Regions from separate parts of the Danio rerio genome. Here region 1 is linked to region 2. Evidence: chromatin contacts called from public Hi-C data. All regions are on one chromosome and are shown on one strand. Each heading gives the region's core, a stretch centred on a gene start, on an enhancer-like site or on the middle of the called end of the contact. The rest is flanking DNA. Distances are from core to core; before and after follow the strand shown. Region 1 overlaps plekhg5b (pleckstrin homology domain containing, family G (with RhoGef domain) member 5b). Region 2 holds the start of tor1l3 (torsin family 1 like 3).

Evidence for each region. A called contact is a pair of places that touch in the nucleus more often than the background predicts.
Region 1: a contact with region 2 is called in a Hi-C map of an unstated tissue, with 2.7 times the contacts expected there. The contact joins the enhancer-like site here to the promoter of tor1l3 in region 2. A contact is called at or near these places in 2 of 18 Hi-C or Micro-C datasets (caudal fin and an unstated tissue).

What each region holds. Positions count from the first base shown.
Region 1 is chr23:40,798,429-40,804,858 of GRCz12tu, reverse strand. The region is part of intron 3 of plekhg5b (pleckstrin homology domain containing, family G (with RhoGef domain) member 5b); the gene reads right to left. Among named protein-coding and RNA genes, the nearest start is that of plekhg5b, 39 kb to the right of the region's middle. Within about 2 kb of position 1,643, at least 4 of the 62 cell types and tissues checked have an H3K27ac peak or open chromatin away from gene starts, as enhancers often do. A contact at or near this core is called in caudal fin, where this site is marked.
Region 2 is chr23:40,754,642-40,760,757 of GRCz12tu, reverse strand. tor1l3 (torsin family 1 like 3) reads left to right here and starts at 2,601. Exons shown (of 5, transcript NM_200856.1): 1 at 2,601-2,877; 2 at 4,234-4,484. The coding sequence starts at 2,703.

The DNA.
Region 1 (6,430 bases), core at 394-2,893, 45 kb before region 2:
TAGGACAAATGATTCATTCAAATGATTCAACATTTTTTGTTTGTTTGTTTTACTAAAGTACTAAAATACTAAATCAGTCTTTCTTGAGTTGGGAGAAATTATTGAATTAAAAAACTCAACCAGTCTGATTACAGACAAGTGTCATCCATTTCAGCCTTCTGTTTAAACAGGTAGTTCACCAAAAAATGAAAATCATTTATCTTTTATTCGCCCTTCACTTGTTCAAAACGTTTTCAAAATTCTTTCTTCTGTTGAGCACAAAAGAAAATATTTCTAAAAACCAACATTCTTCAAAATATCTTCTTTTGTGTTCAACAGAAGAACGAAAATCATGAATGTTTAAAACCACATGAGGGAGAATAAATGAGGTCATTTTAATTTTGGGGTGAACTAACTAACCCTTTAAAAAGGTGAAAACATCTGCAAAAAACATCTGCAGATGTATATGCATTGTGTATGAATTATTTTGAGAGTAACAAAAAACCTTAAACATGTATAAAAAAAATAAAATAAAATAAATAAATAAATAAAAACTTATTTTATTTAAGGTTTACAATGCAAAACCAATTAGAGCCTCTCATAAAAAAGAGCTACTTAAAGACAGAAAAATATTACTTTACAAACTGTATTGTCAATAAATCCTATAAACACTGACATATTATTCATTAATGCTACTGAAATTAATATAAAAACTGAACAAAAATATATATTTATACACATTTACCCAAGTAAATACATAGATGCAATGATAGGCTAAAAAAACTAAATTTCTGCATGCCTACTGTACCAATAACATATACCCTACCTGACAAAAGTCCTAATTAATCTTGATGAACTCTGGGAGTCCTGCAAGAACGCTTTCTTTGCCATTCCAGATGACTTTTTTAAATAAGTTATCTGAGTCATTGCAGAGATGTATGGATGCAGTCCTCCAAGCTCATGAGAGTCATACACAATATTCATTCTTTTCCCACTGCATCATGACTTTATATTCTATACTGAATATCATTAATAAGTGAAAAGACAAAAAGTCAGACCTTACTGTCCTAATTAAATATTTAAAAATCAAGGCATGACCATATTTTATTTTGGTAAAATAAGCATAATCTAAAGGCCTTTGCCTTTCATATAAGCCACTTCCGATACCAAATGATCAACTAGTAGTCAAGTTATTATTTCTTGTTTCTAAAACTTTTGTAAGGTAGTGTACAATGAAAAAAGAAGCTATAGAGTGTTCATGAACTGCTTGTCACCGTCTAAACTAACTTATGCATTGCTTATGTAATGAAAAATCAAACCATTTAACTGTTAGTTCCATAACTGGAAAAAAGCAGACGTAAATGAGAAGCGACGGCCAAATGAGATGCATGTGTTTCATCGCTCGGCAGCTCGGAGATTAATAGTGGAACCAGGAACCAGAAAAAACCCTGAATTTATCTGGAAAGTGAGGCTTTCCCTGAAGATTGACGGATGAGCGGGAGGATTCATTAGGACAGGATGAGGTGTTATAGAGAAAGTGAGGGCCGTTATCTGATCTCTTCAGCTGTTTGTCTTTGGCGGGGTGGATTTCTTTCCCTGATGATCCGCACCTTGTCTAGTCCTGTCGGCCACTGAACAGTGAATAGAGGTAATTAGCTCTGAGTGATGAAGCACACGCTCAGACTGGCCCGTTTGCACTGGAAACACAAAATCCCACATCTGAAGATACAAGCTGTAGACTCCAGAGGCCCGTTACACACTTACTAATATCAGATACTACTGTTTAAAAGGAAAGCTCAAAGAAATACGCTCCTTCACTGCTCTCCTACAGTAAAAATATCTGTAAATTAGCAGTTTTCTGTATTTTGTGATTCATCTTTTTATTTTTCCCACATTTATATATGCTTTTGAATTGCATTAGGACTTTAATCTTTCTTCCAGCAACTTTTAACCTTGAAAAGTTTTAAACACGTGACTTTTATTTACATTTTTAATAGTTTAAAGTGATATATTGTCTGGGTTTGTGTAAATTATGGTACAAAAACTTTGTACTAAACTGCCAGTACATTTTCTGTTGTTTTATAGACTTATTTCACTATATATTATTTCTTAACATTATACTATTTCATACTAAAATGTCAATATAAGTCAATTTGTTAAATTGTAGAGTTGAATCTTCAACATCAGAAGTTGACAGAGCGGAAATCAACATCCCATAATGCAATTCACAACCGTAAATAAATAGAAAACACAAAATACGGAATTGAAAGCCAGTTATCAATACTTTGGTGTGTATATTTAAGTTTGGTCTTATTTTATAAAACATGCATGTCTGATTGCAGCTGAAGTGAAAAGTTCAAAACGTTAGACAAAACAAAAGTTATGGATGCATAATGTATATTTTATTATGTTTTTTAAAAATGTCCTTTGCAAAACCCGTTTTAGCCTAAAATTTACACAAAATCAAAGCTAAAAATCTGAACAAATTATATTCCAAATTTAAAGTTGATATCTCAAAAATATGAGCTTTCAGTAAGGTTTTGTTTGGCTGCAGTACCAAAGATGACCACCAGATGACATGCAGTTTCTATTGTTAGCCAAACAAGGGCACCGCCACTATGTTTAAGGAATATGAACAATGTTCTCTCGTACTTTTGACAATAGTTGTAAAGTAGACATACACTTCTTAAGTGGTAAGGGATGCTTGGTGGTATTTAATGCGAAAAAACATCTAAAATCCCCTAAAATCTTTACATGTGGATTGCTGTAGCAAAGTAATCAGGGTTTCAAGTAATCAAGTCAAATGTAAGACTTTTTAAGGCCACCAAGAAAGAAATTTTTAAGAATTGTATAGTGCTAAATACAACAGATTTAAATAGCCTAGCATAAAAAAAAATATTTTTACCTGTCCTATTAAAAAACCTATTAATTAATTAATTATTTCTTAGCCACATATTTTAAATAATGTGTCAAAACAAGCAAACCCTAGTTTTATACATTCTATTTTTTCAACATAACTCAAATAAAAAACTTTAAAAACTAGATGTATGCACAACAGACTCTTATAATATTAGTTATAAATAGAGATTTGCTAAAAGTTTTGCATTAATAGTGTTTAGATGCTTTGAATTGATTGGGTAGCTTTACATAAACAAAGAAAAATTAGGACCTGCTAAAAATGACTTAGGAGAAACTATGTCTTGTCTTTATTTGGAAAAATTCAAGTTTTCATTAAGAGACTCGGAGGGGAATTTTTTAAGGTGTGGCAACCTTTCAAAATTATGTGAAAAATCTCAAATAATTAGATTTTGCTGTACATATGGTATGTATGGTTATATGTTTGTAAAATGTATTTATTACATTTTTTTGTTTTTTATTTTTAATTATTGTTATTATTATTATTATTGTTTCTTTGTATTTGTATTTAAATCTACATGTACAATTGTATATTTGTTAATTTTTGGTGCTATGCCACTGTTGGATTGATATCGGTCTGGGGTTTGTTTTGTTCTTTCTCATTTGAAAAACTGAAAATCAATAAAAAATATCTAAAACAAAAATGATTTATGACAAACAAGACAATATTTCAGTGAATTTAAGACTTTAGGGGCTAAAATAGTTTTGAAATTTAAGACATTTTAAGACTTTTAAAGACCCGACAGACACCCTGATAGTGCTTGATCGCTCCGATGAGTATCCCTGTTGCATTAAACCATATCACTTAAAAATGACCAAAGAGTTTCAATAATTCTTTCTGTCTAAGGACTATACTCTCATTCCGGTAAAATAAATCATTGTGCCTGCTACAGCCATGGTACAGCAGCAAAGACTATTATAGTGAAACATCAAAACTCTTTGATAATTTTAGAACGCTTTCTTTGCCATTCCAGATGACTTTATTAATAAGTTATTTGAGTGATTGCAGAGATGAATGGATGCAGTCCTCCAAGCTCATGGGAGTCATACACAATGTTAATTCGTTTTCCACTGCAGACTTTCTATTCTATACTGGACATTATTTCTGTTCAGTGATGAGACTTTTGTCTGAGCAAAGTCAGACCTTACTGTCCTAACTAAATATTTAAAAAATAAAGGCATGATCACATTTTATCCATATAAGTGTAATCTAGAGGCCTTTGCCTTTCATATAAGCCACCTCTGATACCAAATGATCAACTAGAAGTCAAGTTATTATTTATTGTTTCTAAAACTTGGATATGTAACAAGACTTTTGTCATGTATAGTGTAGGAAAAAAAATCATACTTAATAAATACTCATAAGCTGGAAATGACATTGGGTGAATTTGTACATGAACTAAAGTGTTACCATTTTAATATATTAGTTAAGTAAAACATATTCAACACACACTCAAAACCTGATTTTGAGTCTGTGCCATACAATACGTCAGGTTATATCTCTGACAGCTAATCTTTAAGACTTACTATAATTACTTAAATGACAGATTTATAATAATAGGTTGCACAAACGCCACACCACAGCATTTTCACAACTGCTTAAAAGCAGTCCCTCTCAAAATTCAACTCCAGAAACACCAAGACATGCACTTAACCTAGTCTTGTCAGCACCACTCTAACACCAAACCATAAATAAAAACAATCCATTAGCTTGACTGGGTTTGCAGCACAAAATGAGGCAGAGGGTGATTCAGATATTTACACTGCTGTTTGTCATCAACCTCGCGCTCTTACAGGACCTAACAGGAAAGCCTCACCTCTACAAGTTGCACAATTAAAGGCAGCAACACTTACTAATGACAGAGTATAAAATTGTTTTTTAGTTTTACCTCAGGAAGAAAACAGCAGTAATAGTACGTCGTCAGGTTTTCTGTTTCTCATTCAGACACACGTAGGCGATGTAAAGAGTCTCTGCCGCCACATAGAGTTCAGTGTGTGTTACTACAGAAACCTGTCATGCTGCTTTTTTGACACATTTGGTTTTATTGTGTAAGGAATTTAAAATGAAGACTTTCGAACGTGTATATTTAGGGGTAGAGGAGAGATGGATACGTGAGGTGGCAGTGGGTAAATTCGCACAGGCTCACCAAAATTGGACAAAAGAAGATTGGAAAAACATTACCTGGTCTGATGAATCTCAATTTCTGCTGCGACATTTGTATGGTAGGATCAGAATTTAGCGTCAACAACATGAAAGCATGAATCCATCCTGCCTTGTATCAACAGTTCAGGCTGATGCTGGTGGTGTATGGGTGTGGGGGATATTTTCTTGGCAAACTTTGAGCCCATTAGTACCAGCCAACCCGAGTATTATTGCTGACCATGTCTATCCCTTTTAGACCATAGTGTACTCATCTTCTAATGGCTACTTCCAGCAGGATAACACTCCATTTCATATAGCGTCAATCATCTCAGACTTGTTTCCTGATTATGACAATGAGTTCACTGTACTCAAATGGCCTCCACAGTCACCAGACAGCAATCCAATAGAGCATATTTGGGATGTGGTGAAATGGGAGACTAGCAACATGGATGTGCAGCCGACAAATCTGCAGCAACTGCGTAATGTTATTGTCAATATGGACCAAAATCTCTAAGGAATATTTCCAGTACCTTGTTAAATCCATGCCATGGAGGATTAAGGCAGTTCTGAAGGCAAAAGAGGTCCAACGTAATACTGGTAAGGTGTACTGTACCTAATAAAGTGTCCAGTGAGTACAGTATGTGGAACTGAGCTTTTGCAAATACTTCTATTGAGCAAGAACTTCAATTGATCATAAATAACAAATAAGTTTTCTGAAGGGATCATGTGATGTGACTGTAATGATGCTGAAAAGTGCAGCTATAAATTAATCACAGGAAAATATTACATTTCAAAATTTATAAAAACAGGAAAATGCATTATTTTACAAGAGTAATTTTTTTTTTACAATATATTATTTTGCTAATACACTCTAAGAAAAAAAAGGTGCACGGTGGTACAAATAATGTTTCTGAAAGAACAGTTTTGTACCTTTGTATATGTTGTACCCTATATGGTACAGAAAAGACCTCTTTATGGTGCTGTTCTGTACATTTATGGTACAATTAAAATGAAGGTACACAATTGTTCTCATTTAAAAGGTACATAAGTGTTGGACAACTCTTTCTTTATTACAATGTCTATGAAAATAAATATTAATGGAAAGACAAAGTGATTTTATGAATAATTTCCATATTAAAACATGAATCATCATTTAACCTTCCTGTCGTGTTCTGGTCAAATCTGACTGATTTACAACTTAAAACACCCATAAATATTGCGTTTTACATCCAATTGTTATTATATCCTCATTATATCCTCTACACTATGCACTTGAACACATAAGCACCTTTTTCATTGAATTTAAAGTGTTTTAATCAACCTTTTTACACCTGAGGTGTTCCAGGTCAAAAGTGACCGCCATAGGAAATAAATGGGTCAACAGACAGAAAT
Region 2 (6,116 bases), core at 1,352-3,851:
ACTCACCAGTGGTTTAGGAATTCAACTGCCCGAGGGAATTCAAGGGACCGGTTTATAAAAAAAATAATAATCTGAAAAAGCTTTAATGCCGTGTTTTGCTATCCAGGATTAACTGATCTATTTTACTTTTATGACATTTTTTAAAGGAACATTGGGTTGGATCACTGTGGATCAAATACCAAATTTCAGGATTACCAAAACCTGTTTACCAGAGCCTTAAATGATATGGAACCATCCCTATCTCATTGTTAGATGTGACATATTTCATGTAGGCTTCAAATATGAAGGAATTTATATACAGCATCATCAGTAATTTAGTTATTTGATTAAAAAATCCCAACTGAATGCGTCTTTTTGATGGGATCAATACAATCCTGTTTTTTATTTTCGTGTGTGTGTGTTTGCTTTTTTGGATCATATAGAACCCAATCTGTTCAAAGTTTGAATAGCCCATGGGGCAGGTTTAATCCAAATCAAACGTAATATTGGACTATGTGGTCTGATCTTAATTTAAAATCCCTCTGTTACTTTTGAAAAACCCCTTCCCAAGATTTGATCCATTCTGTGATCCAAAATTACTTTTGAAAATCTGGGCCCAGTTGTGCATTTCTGTACTGATTGATTAATCAGATGCATGAAAAGAAAGTTCAACATTCATCAAAACAAACAAACAAACAAACGAAAAATATTCAGAGTTTGTATTTCTCAGTTTTTGTTCATTTGAAATCATTCTTACTCAGTTTCAAAACATTTCAAATAAGTATATGCTTCCACACCGTACACAACAAACACATCTGTACTTATTCCTGATTTCACAGAAGAGCTGTCAGACAATATACACGAAAACAAAATAACTGGCACAACTTTTTAACTAACATTTTTATTTTTTTCTGACAATGAAAAAGAAAAGTGTAACTTCACTAGTTACTTAAAAAGTAATCTGATTACATAAGTTACTTGTAATGCATCAAACCAACACTGCATTTAAGTGCATTTATCCTCACCAGCAGTAATTTAGTAATTCATCTGCAGGCTATGTGAAAAAACTTGAACATACTTGAATATGTGGCTCCACCTGCTGGTCATCATATGAGTCTTCTTATGACCGCAAAATTTAAGCAAGTGAATGTACAGTTGAAGTCAGAACTAATAGCCCCCCCGAAATATTAGCCCCCCTGTTTATTTTTTCCCCAATTTCTGTTTAATGGAGAGAAGACACATTTCTAAACATAACAGTTTTAATAACTCATTTCTAATAACTGATTTTTTTTTTTTATCTTTGCCATAATGACAGTAAATAATATTTGACTAGATATTTTTGAAGACACTTCTATACAGCTTAAAGTGACATTTAAAGGCTTAACTAGGTTAATTAGGAAAGTTATTGTATATTGATGGTTTGTTCTGTAGACTATCAAAAAATATAGCTTAAAGGGGCTAATGATTTTGTCCTTAAAATTGTTCATAAAAAAATTAAACTGCTTTTATTCTAGCTGAAATGAAACAAATAAGATTTTAGGAAAAATATTATCAGACATACTGTGAACATTTCCTTGCTCTGTGAAACATTGGGAAACATTTAAAAAAGAAAAAAAAATGTAAGTTAATTCTGATTTAAACTGTAGGTCTGATACTTTTAAAACAGTTTTCAGGTTTAAATGTAGAAATTATGAAAAGATTGTTCATTAACATTTTTAGAGCAGCCTGGAAGTCTAGTTCCTAGCCAGGTTAGGTTTAATCAGATTAGATTAATTTTAGAAGGATAGTTCACTATTTAAGGGATAGTTCATTTACACACCAAACTCTCCATCAAATGATTCTGAAAACTAATTTAAAAAATCTGAAGATCAAAAGATCTAAAAATTGTTAGAAACCTGTAACCACTGACATCCAGAGTAGGAAAAATAAATGGGCTACTATGGACGTCGCTTGTTACAGGTTACCAAAATATCTTCTTTAATATAATTAATCAAAAAAAAAAAAAAAAAAAAGAAGGTAAATTGAATGATGACAGAATTATGCTTAATTTTGAGTAAACTATCCCTTTAATGGAATTATACACAAATTTACCAATACCAACCCATATTTTCCTGTTTTTTCTTGTTTTCTGCAAGAATTTATTCATTATTTAAATTGTATTTAATTATCTGAAAATAAGAAAGCAAACAGAACTATATCATTTTGTTATGACTTTAATTTATAAACTGTACTTGATTATTAAATGTCTTACCCTCTAGGTTATATCAAGCTTTTTTATTATTTCTTTGTTTGTTGCTCTCTCTCTCTCTCTCTTGTATCTTTTCTCATTGACAATGTAATTCATATTCCGTATTGCAAATAATGTTGATAAACATGTCAACCTTTTTTTTTTTTTTTGCAAATTAAAAAAAAAATCCCATTAATGGAATCAAATGTTGAGTTATTTCTATTAATTAGTGAAAGTAACTCATTTCAATTAATTTATTGCACTGCTCGATTTTACAGCATAGCCTCATGGAGATGTGTGTTTTGATTGGAGTGTTCTTTCAGCAATAAAGTGAAACCTGAGTGAAACTGAAAGCTGCAGTTAGTAAAAGCCCATCCGCTTGTTTTATAGGCTACAGTTGAGGAAGTACTACACTGATCTTAATCTGTCAGGTACAGGGTCCAACCTATTTCAAGAACAAGTATTGAACTAAGAAAGGAATAGAATTGCTTTCACGATGAAGGCACTGCATCTTTTACTTATTTTGGGGTCTGTCATTAGCATTGTGTCTACAGATAATGAGTCCATGGTTGTGGCTGGTGGGCTCATTATAACAACGTCTGTGGTTCTGGTTTCAGTAGTCATTTATTTTACTACTCAGCCGGAACCTTTACGGACTTTTAATCCTGCAGGTGAGTATACTCGTACAATATATGACCATTGACCACTTTATGTTTGAGTTTGCAAGAGATAAAAATAAAAATAAGTTGATAATTTCCAGTGATATTGTTGGTAAACAAACTAAAATTGAACGTGTTATGTACTGACAATTCCTGTTTTGACCGCTGTTAATAACCAAAGTTCGTTTGACTTTGAACGTTTGATAGTCGCAAATTTAGGGACCGTCTCTAACGAAAAGGGGTATATGCACACGGAATTTTAATGCAGCCCGAATGGCTTCTGGTGAACTGTCCTCTTTCTTTCTTTCTTTCTTTCTTTTTGTTTTTTTGATGAAAATATCTGCTTTCTTTTAAAATAAGTAATATTCACTCCCTAATAGCCCTACTGAAAAAATAAACAACTTAAACCAGCCAGGCTTGTTGGCTGGTTTTAGCTGGTCGACCAGTTTGGTTTTAGAGGGTTTAGCTGGTCAGGCTGGGAACTAGCCGGGAGCCCAGCCAAAACCAGCTAAGTCTAGCTTAAACCAGGCTGGTTTTAGTTGGTCATTTTCCAGCCTGACCAGCTAAGACCAGGCTGGAAATGACTGGAAACTTGCTTGAAAATGGCTAAACCCCCTCTAAAACTAGGCTGTTCGACCAGCTAAAAGTTGTTAAGCTGTTTTTTTTTCAGCAGGAAAATCGTTGATATAAAGTGGGTCTCATACTAGACAAGAAGCACTATTTTAAATTTCCCTCCCATCCCTTTAAAATATGAAAAGTTATTTTACCTCAGTATTTTAAATGGAGTTTCTGCGCCAGCTGCTGGTTCTGACAGCTCGTGTTTTCACATGGTTATCATCTCATTTTATTCTTAAACAACTAAATCAATTCTTAAGTTTATTTAACTGAATGTATTTTAAATTACATTACAACATTGATGCTGTAAAAAAACTTTAAATAGTCACATTAACCATTCACTGGAAGTTTAACGTTGGCTAAAAACACTTGCATTGAGAAGTGTTAGTCACAAACCCAACTATAACCGTGTTATATTTGAACAGATTTATTTGTCTTAATTATTCTTTATAATTTTATTTATATTTATATATTAATTGCAGTGAAACTAAAGTAAAAATGCATTTATTTTGTTACTTTTGAGTATACTACTTTTATATTGTATTATTGTATCACGTCATGTGCTGTTTTGAAAATTATATTGTAATTTGTTTTGAGGTTAAAGTGTGCCTTAAAACTTTTCTAGCGCCACAATAAGATAAACATTACCACATACAATGTAATTTGTTGTGACCTCAGATTTGGCAAAAGCAGCCATGTAAATTATCATTGCAAACTACACAGAAATAAAATTTATTTTTTTTCATATTCCAGGTCTGAAGTCAGATTTAGGACAAGCCCTCTTTGGCCAGCACATTGTCTCTGATGTTGTACTAAAAGCTGTGTCCTCGTTTATGGCTGACAGCAACCCAAACAAACCTCTGGTCCTCTCTTTCCACGGGACTGCAGGAACTGGAAAAAACCATGTCTCTAAAATCATCGCAAGAAACCTTTACACTAAAGGAGAAAACAGCAAGCATGTTCACACATTTATATATGACAATCAAGATCCAAACGCGTACAGCGTAAGTAAATTGCATTTTACTAGTTAAGATAGCTAAGAACTGGTTTAAATGTTGCTGATGTTTGTCAGTTTCTTTATCTGTGCAGGTAAAATGATTCAAAATTTAATCTTTAGATAAATTATATATATATATATATATATATATATATATATATATATATATATATATATATATATATATATATATATATATATATATATAATTTTTTTTACAATTAGCATTTTAAATTCTGTTTACCTACTATACACTTCATCAATATCACGGCTACAGTCGTAATAAATGGGCGATGGAGGTGATGTTCCAAATGCAGCTTTATTATAAAAATGGTCAAAAATAAATGGCAGAGGTTAATCAGGTATGGTTGATGCAAAACTGACATTAAGACAGGGTGTCGAGATCCTAAAGTCTAGATGTTACAAAACTAAAGTGATTCATTAGGAAGTTTCATTAGCATTTCAAGAAGTGGCATAAATGGGGAATCTGCACTTGATTGACAGCATTGGGAACAAGCCACACAATGGTATATACACTCACTGGCCAGTTTATTAGGTACTCCTGTTCAACTGCTCGTTCATGCAAATTTCCAATCAGCCAATCACATGGCAGCAACTCAATGCATTTAGGCATGTACAGTAGACTTGGTCAAGATGAGCTCCTGCAGTTCAAACCAAGCATCAGAATGGGGAAGAAAGTTGAATTCAGTGACTTTGGACGTGGCATGGTTGTTGGTGCCAGACGGGCTGGTGTGAGTATTTCAGAAACTGCTGATGTACTGGGATTTTAATGCACAACTTTCTCTAGGGATTACAGAGAATGGTTCGAAAAAGAGAAAACATCCAGTGAGTGGCAGTTATGTGCCTGCAAATGCCTTGTTGATGCTAGAGGTCAGAGGAGAATGGCCAGACTAGTTGAGTAAGTACACCGGTACTAGTAAGGTGTACCAAATTAAGTGGCAAATTAAGATCAATGGGATCCGGTAAGGTCCATAAGTCAGGATTTAAACTCAGGATGCCCTAAGTGTCTGATTGGTGCTACAAGTCGCCACTAGGCTTTCAGTGCAGACAACTTGTCTTTTATTATGTTTACTTTGCATGACTAAATTACATATTTATGCACAACCAGTTGAGATGTCAGACTAATGTTACAACAGATTACAAGAATAGAGCAATAATAACACACATTTTAATGACTACAATTACCCTGAATTGGAACCCAAGGTAACTGCATTCCAGTTAGGAACACTCACTGCTTAAAAATAAAGGGAACACCTAAATAACACAATGTAGCCGTGGTCACACTGCACAGTTCCTTAGCATTCTGGCTGATGTTTTGGTTACATTTTAATGCTGACGGTGTTTTCACACTAGTGGTATCATGAAACATGAGTGCAGCCCATCCAGGATGGTCCAGGACCAATGCAACCTGAGGCAAGAGGGTTTGCTGTGTCTGGCAACGTAGAGCATGTAAGCACTACCAGGGGACAGGCCAGTACATCAAGAGACTTGGAGGAGGCCATAGGAGAGCAACAACCGAGCAGCAGGACCGCTACCTCTACATTTGTGCAAGGAAGAACAGAAGGAGCACTGCAAAATGACCTCCAGCAGGGCACAGATGGGCATGTGTCTGCTCAAA